Regions from separate parts of the Triticum aestivum genome. Here region 1 is linked to region 2. The links are chromatin contacts, called in public Hi-C maps. All regions are on one chromosome and are shown on one strand. Each heading gives the region's core, a stretch centred on a gene start, on an enhancer-like site or on the middle of the called end of the contact. The rest is flanking DNA. Distances are from core to core; before and after follow the strand shown.

Evidence for each region. Hi-C and Micro-C count contacts between places; a contact is called where the count stands out from the background.
Region 1: a contact with region 2 is called in a Hi-C map of leaf, with 7 times the contacts expected there. The contact joins the promoter of LOC123044154 here to the promoter of LOC123044152 in region 2. A contact is called at or near these places in 2 of 5 Hi-C or Micro-C datasets (both in leaf).

Annotation. Positions count from the first base shown.
Region 1 is chr2B:172,376,882-172,380,183 of IWGSC CS RefSeq v2.1, reverse strand. LOC123044154 (calmodulin-binding transcription activator 2) reads right to left here and starts at 1,606. Exons shown (of 13, transcript XM_044466807.1): 1 at 1,310-1,606; 2 at 787-906. The coding sequence starts at 1,352.
Region 2 is chr2B:172,051,525-172,054,857 of IWGSC CS RefSeq v2.1, reverse strand. LOC123044152 (serine/arginine-rich splicing factor SC35) reads left to right here and starts at 1,951. Exons shown (of 9, transcript XM_044466804.1): 1 at 1,951-2,173; 2 at 2,273-2,351; 3 at 2,551-2,630; 4 at 2,720-2,786. The coding sequence starts at 2,098.

The DNA of each region.
Region 1 (3,302 bases), core at 357-2,856, 330 kb before region 2:
TCGGTCAGTAAAGCGCAAGGCGGTGGCAAAACGCACAATTAACGCCTAGCGCTTTTTTGAACTATGCTATTGGTATGTCATTTCGTAAAATAACCAACATGTACTTACCAGGTGCAAATCAAGCAGGTACAGGTTATACAGCACACAAGATACAGAGGAAAAAGAAACCAAGAAACAATAATAAGCATGCCACTTATCTCTACAAACAGGGAGTTCATATGGCAGTATAAGCACGCAAAATAATTCAAACATCCAAGTAGTACCATAAGCAACCTGGTCACATGCCATTTATTTGTCTATCCCCATTGTGAAATGACTAGTGATTAATGGATGCATGATCACTCATCTTTTAAACTCAAAGGAGCCAATTCGTATGGTTGATGCTTTAAAAGGTTACTCCCTGGATCATGCTCTATATATTTGATGCAATGGCAGCCTTAGAAACATTTTTAATGCGAGATGAGGGGAATATTCCCTTTAGGGGATTATTATTCCGAGCTGTAGCATGTTAATACCAGTGTTAAAAGGTTTTTAGACTCCTTGGAACTGCTGACTGAAATTGAAACATTCCCTAGCAAAACAGCACTTCCTAGGACCTCAATAAGTTGGACTTCTAGAATATCCGCGTGCAACTTCCATGCTACAGAAAAAGAGTTGACGAGCACAGAACCCTAGAACATAAGTCTACACCATCAAGCCGAATGGGTGAGAAAGCATAAATAGCCACTGTGGTATAAACGTTTTCTATGAGGTTGGTCCGAAATTCCAAATAGGGAGAAGGCATACTTGGAGGCCTGTTTGGCGGCTCGGGCGCAATGGAGAACTTCTTGTAATTCGACAGTATTTGGCAGATTTCAGTGGGTCGCAGCCATCGATTCTGTGCTTCCTGCAGTATCTGGGGGATATCTGCGAATTAACAGCGACATTAGTCAGTCAGTAACCAACAACACTAGTAACTTACTCAAAACTCGCCTTCATCAACAGTATCATGCCGTCTAGGTTCCGTTCATGCTCCGATTAGTTTTCCTGGTTTTCCTAATCCAACCCCCGAATCAACTGCGAGTCTAAACTCTACAAAAGGCGCTAGAAACAAATTCCAAACTCTAAACCCATAGAAACAAAGCGGCCACCAAAAATTCGCAACCCAGGGGAATCGCTCGAAGGCGGAGCCCTAAATCTCCCCGTACGGCCCCACAAAAACCCTGACAAAATCACCGAAAACTTCCGCCAACGAACCGGGAAACCCCGCGAAATCCCTAGACGGGCGTACGGATCAACCGCCGCGGTAGCACAAGAGGCGAATCCGCACCTGGGGGCTGGTTGGACAGCCCGTACTTGTGCATCTCCGCCATGCGATGATCCGGCCTGGTCCCTTCCGCCGCACCTCAGTCCTCACTCCTCCCCGCTCCAATCGCTCGCTTCCCGAGGGGGATATGGGGGGGAATTTTTATCCGGGCGGCGGGGGCGGCTTCACGGGATTCTTCGGCTCGGGGCAGGGCGCCGTCGGATTGGAATATTTGCTTCGGGAGAAGAGAGTGAGGGGGGAGGAAAAAGGCAGCGGAGCCGCGGAACGCTGTGCGAAGGGTGCGGAAATGACGCGGTTGCCCCGGCTTGGACGGCGGTCTGGGCCTGTGGGTTAGGTGGGGCTCCCGTCGTCGCTAGCGCTAAACTCTGGTTAGGATCGCGGAACCCGGGCGCCGGGAAGAGAAGGGTCCCGGAACCCAACCCGAGCCCGTGGTTGGTCGCTTGCTGCCCGCGGTGGCCGCCGCGGCTGACGACGGGTCTGACGGCGACGCGACTGCGGGGCTGAAGTTACCGTGCTGCCCCTCCCTGGTTAAGGACCACGTAATCATGGTTTGGGAGTTTTCTTGCGGGATAAAGCGGGTTTGGGATTGCCTTCCGCATGATCAAGGACCACGTGCACCGCATGCTGCGTCATGTGCGCATTTCTCTATCTAAATGTGCATACCTGCATATGATTAGCATTTCTTTTGGCATTTTGAGTGAAAGAATGTTTGCATGTAGGGCCTATCTGCTGTCCAATTCCGAGCTGTTCAGTGGGACTTGTAGAGAATGATTTGGTGCATCGATATCTCATTGATCGTGCACTAGGCACATATATATAGATACAAGGGGTGCGACCGGTGTCTTGTCTCCTAAGATACAAGTACATACAGAGGGAGAGAGACACTGCAGGTGTGGCATACAAAACCCAGACCTATGTACATGTACACATGTTCAACACCCCCCCCCCCCTCGCTGTTGAAGCGTCGCCGCTGACACAAAGACTGGATCGAAAGCCCTCGAAATCGAGGTAGGTAGTCCCTTCATCATAACATCAGCGAACTGTTGATCGGTGGGCACATGCAGAACTCGAACACGACCAAGTGCGACGTGCTCCCGGACGAAGTGAATGTCGAGCTCAATATGTTTCGTCCGTCGGTGATGAACAGGGTTGGCAACGAGGTAGACCGCAGAGACGTTGTCACAGTAGACAAGCGTGGCCTTGGGAACCTCACATAGCAACTCCTGAAGTAGCTGCCATAGCGAGGAGCACTCCACGACGGCATTAGCCACAGCCCTGTACTCAGCCTCGGCGCTCGATCGTGAGACCGTGGGTTGTCGTTTAGACGACCACGAATCAGAGAGGGCCCGAGGTAGACGCAGTAGCCGTAAGTGGAACGCCGAGTGTCAGGACACCCAGCCCAGTCGGCGTCGGAGTAGGCGACAAGACTGGTGTCAGGTGATGCCGTAAGGGTGAGACCCATAGCCGCGGTGCCACGTATATACCGGAGAATACGTTTCACTAGAGCCCAATGAGTGTCACGAGGAGCATGCATGTGAAGGCACACCTGCTGGACAACATACTGAATATCCGGACGCATCAGTGTGAGGTACTGAAGAGCATCGACAATGGAGCGGTAGAAGGGAGCGTCGGATCGGAGAGCCCTCGACGGCGGACACCTTAGCCTTCATATCGACAGGCGTGGTAGCAGGCTTGCAGTTAAGCATGCCGACTCACTCCAGAAGCTCGTAGGCATACTTCTGCTGATGCAGGAAGAAGCCAGTGGCACGGTGGACGACCTTGATGCCGAGGAAGTAGTGGAGAACTCCCAAGTCCTTGAGGGCGAACCCGGTGCCGAGGCGAGCTGTGATCTGCTGAAGTAGCGCTGGCGAGGACGCAGTGAGGATGATGTCGTCAACGTACAGGAGATGGTACGCGGTGGCGGCGAACTGGTGATAAACAAACAGGGAGGCATCAGACCATGTGGACCGGAACCCCTGCTGCTGAAGGAAGGCCA
Region 2 (3,333 bases), core at 702-3,201:
TAAATTTGATGGCGGCGACAATGGTGATGGTGGTGGCGGCAGCATGAGTGCATGAGGCCATTGTGAACTACGACGACTTTTGATCCACCGTGCGTTTGATTTTTTTGTTCTAAGTTCAATTGTTTGTTAGGTTGGATGAACTTTATTTATCCTTCTAGTTGAATTATGATGTGGTGCATTTGAATTATTTATGTTTGTTTCGATATGTCTTAAATTAATTTCACTTGTTTGAGCAAGCGTTTGGATGAATCGGCAAAAAGAAATGTGGCATTAATCGAGATAGTGGAGAACGTGGTTTTAGTTTAGGTGTGTAAGATAGTGGATACGTTTTGAAATTAGGATAAGACTGCAGAGGATAAGCGATAGCGGGAGCCTCTGAGATATTTGATCATGCACATAATGCATAGGCTGTTAAGACACTAGCATTAAGACGAGGGCTCCAAATGATCCCTGAGATTGGATGCTCAAGAGTCAAAGTTGAATCTGACTGTTTGGAATTGATGAAGGCTTGCAATGATAATATGGATATTCGAGGACCTAACTCAGCCTTACTTGCATACTGCTTTACTTGGCTCATGGTGTACATCTATATCGTTCAGTTTTTGTTTCAGGGAAGTGAATGGGCTGACACATTTCTTGGCTAGGATTCTAAATGTAGCTAAGTTTTTTTTTTTGAGAAATTCTTCATTCAAATTACGAATCAGTACAAAGTAGTTGACTCTTACAAACACACTGAAACGCAAACATAAAGGACCATGAACACCTAGAGTACCTTAAGACAACCATAACACAAGAAGATCTCCGGAACCCTGTGTCATCATCCCTGAATCTTGAGAGAAGACCCCTGCAGCAGAAGAATCTGCAACCAGTCGCAAACAGGTCATCATCTTCGACCACGGTATAATTGCCGCCACACTGCTCCCTCCTTTCTTGACACCATCGCTCAGAGGGCATGGACATCAATCCAACACACCTGCAATAGTCGTCGCCATCTTTGGCTTTGAGTACCGCGAAAAGTGTCCCTTCCGAAAGGAAGAGAACTCGAGTCATTCGACCGGTCCAGCACCGCGGCCGGGCCATCTGCCCGGACAAAGCAGGATCTCCCACCAGCATCAGCGCAGAGGAAGGAGAAGAACAGCAGCAACAAATCATACCAATAAGGAAGAAGAAAGGTCTTCGTCTCCCTGCATCCATCGCCCATCTGAGGATCCAAACGGCCAGTGCCAATGGACCTCCAACCACCATAGCCCGCGACCTCGACAAGATCCGGGTATCCCCAACACCGCTGGCTCCTAGACGAAGGCAAAAGCCTCGCCTGGCCGTGAACGAAGCCCGGAGAAACTTATTCCAATGCGACACCACCGCAACGGCCTCGGCAGCGTCTCCCTCAACCCTAACCCTACCACACGCCCACCTAAAGAACAGACCCGGGGTTCCCCCTCCCTCCCGCCACCGGAGCGGCCGACGGAGAGAGAGGGAACCGGCGGCGTCACCGGCGGCGCGCAAGGGATCCCGGTCGCCTCCTCCAATCGCCTGATGCGATCCTGGCGGAACGGCGTTGGCACGATTTGGAATTATTTGTGCTGTTAATGTAGCTAAGTTTGGGTGGATGTTACTCGTGAATTCTTATTATCTCTTGTACTTCATGATGTAACTCTGCCATGCTATAAATAAAAGTGCCCGTAGGCTTTCTTTTTGAAAAAGCGGATAAGACTGCTAGAGTTGTGAACGCTTGTATGAGAAAAGCCCGAAAGGTAAAAGAATGTACATGGAGAAATTCAGCTACGAAAAATAAATAGAGGCAGGATCGGGTCGGCCTGGTGTATGATACCACGGAACAGGCCGAACGGTTAGGCCCACCTTGAAAACAGGCCCAACCCCTTGAAACAGGTCGAACGGTTAGGCCCACACTGTCCGGCGTGCCGCGTGTGGCGAGCCCTAGAAGGATCGGCAACTTCTTGTGTCCACCCGACCCACAGCCTCGCGTTCCCCCCACATCTCGTCGCTCGTACTTTCCCCCAATCCGCTCGCCTCGCCTCTCCTCTCCTCAACCGCCGCTCCGCCCCCCGCGCCGCCTCCTGCTCCGGCTCCGGCGAGATGTCTCGCTTCGGGCGCTCCGGCCCGCCGCCGATCCGCGACACCTACTCCCTCCTCGTCCTCAACATCACCTTCCGTAAGTTTCCTCTCCGCATCTCCACCGCGCTCTTCCCTTCTCCCCGAGGTACGCCTCCATTAGGCGGCCGCCCTAATCCTCCCCGTGCGTGTCTGGCAGGTACCACCGCCGATGACCTTTTCCCGCTCTTCGACAAGTACGGCGAGGTCGTCGACATCTACATCCCTAGGGACCGCAGGTAGGGTTCGTTCGTATGCTGGTTCGGCAGTTAATCTGTGTTCGTGTGTAGATTGGGTGTGTGTCCTGTAGGGCTGCGAAGTGTGCACACGGAAATTTTAGGGCTGTGGGAGTTGATTCATGTTGTTTGTACATCTGCACACGGCAATTTTAGGGTTTTGGGAGTTGATTCATGTTGTTCGCACATCTATTTTCTGCAGGACTGGCGACTCGCGAGGGTTTGCCTTCGTGAGGTACAAGTATGAGGACGAGGCGCAGAAGGCAGTTGATCGCCTGGATGGTGGGTTCCTCTCCTCCATGTGAATTTGGGATTTCTGTGATACATGTTTTAGGATTGGATTCAACTTCATTTTGTTGGTTATCTTCCAGGGAGGTTGGTGGATGGGAGGGAGATGATGGTGCAGTTTGCCAAGTACGGCCCAAATGCTGAGCGGATGTAAGATACAACGTGTTCCTTGACTGCTGGCATGATTATTGAGGAAATCTTGATATTGACACTTACTCCCTCGGTTCACAAATATAAGATGTTATGGATATTTCAATATGGACTACATACGAATTGAAATGAGTGAACAAACACACTAATACGTGTCTATATGCATCCGATCCAGAAAAAAGTTAGAAAGTCTTATATTTGTGAACGGAACTATTTTTTAGCCAATGTGGTGTCTTGATATTTAGACATGGATCGGTCATTTGCAAGATGTAAACTTCTTGGTTGGATGTGTTGGGCACTACATACTCTATGTCTAGTGCAACGGTAGATTACTCGGTACTAGAGGGGCAAGGAATCGACGGTTTTGAAGATTTTGCTACATTTGGATGCCATGAACTATCTTTGATTATAAACCATCATCCCAAAGTGTTAGGTTACATCAGTATGGTGCAATATTAGGTTACTCAATACTAGAGCAATTATGGTGTTGTCTTAATTACAAAATTTGCTGATCTCAACATTTCAGCTCTTATCACATACCAGGTTA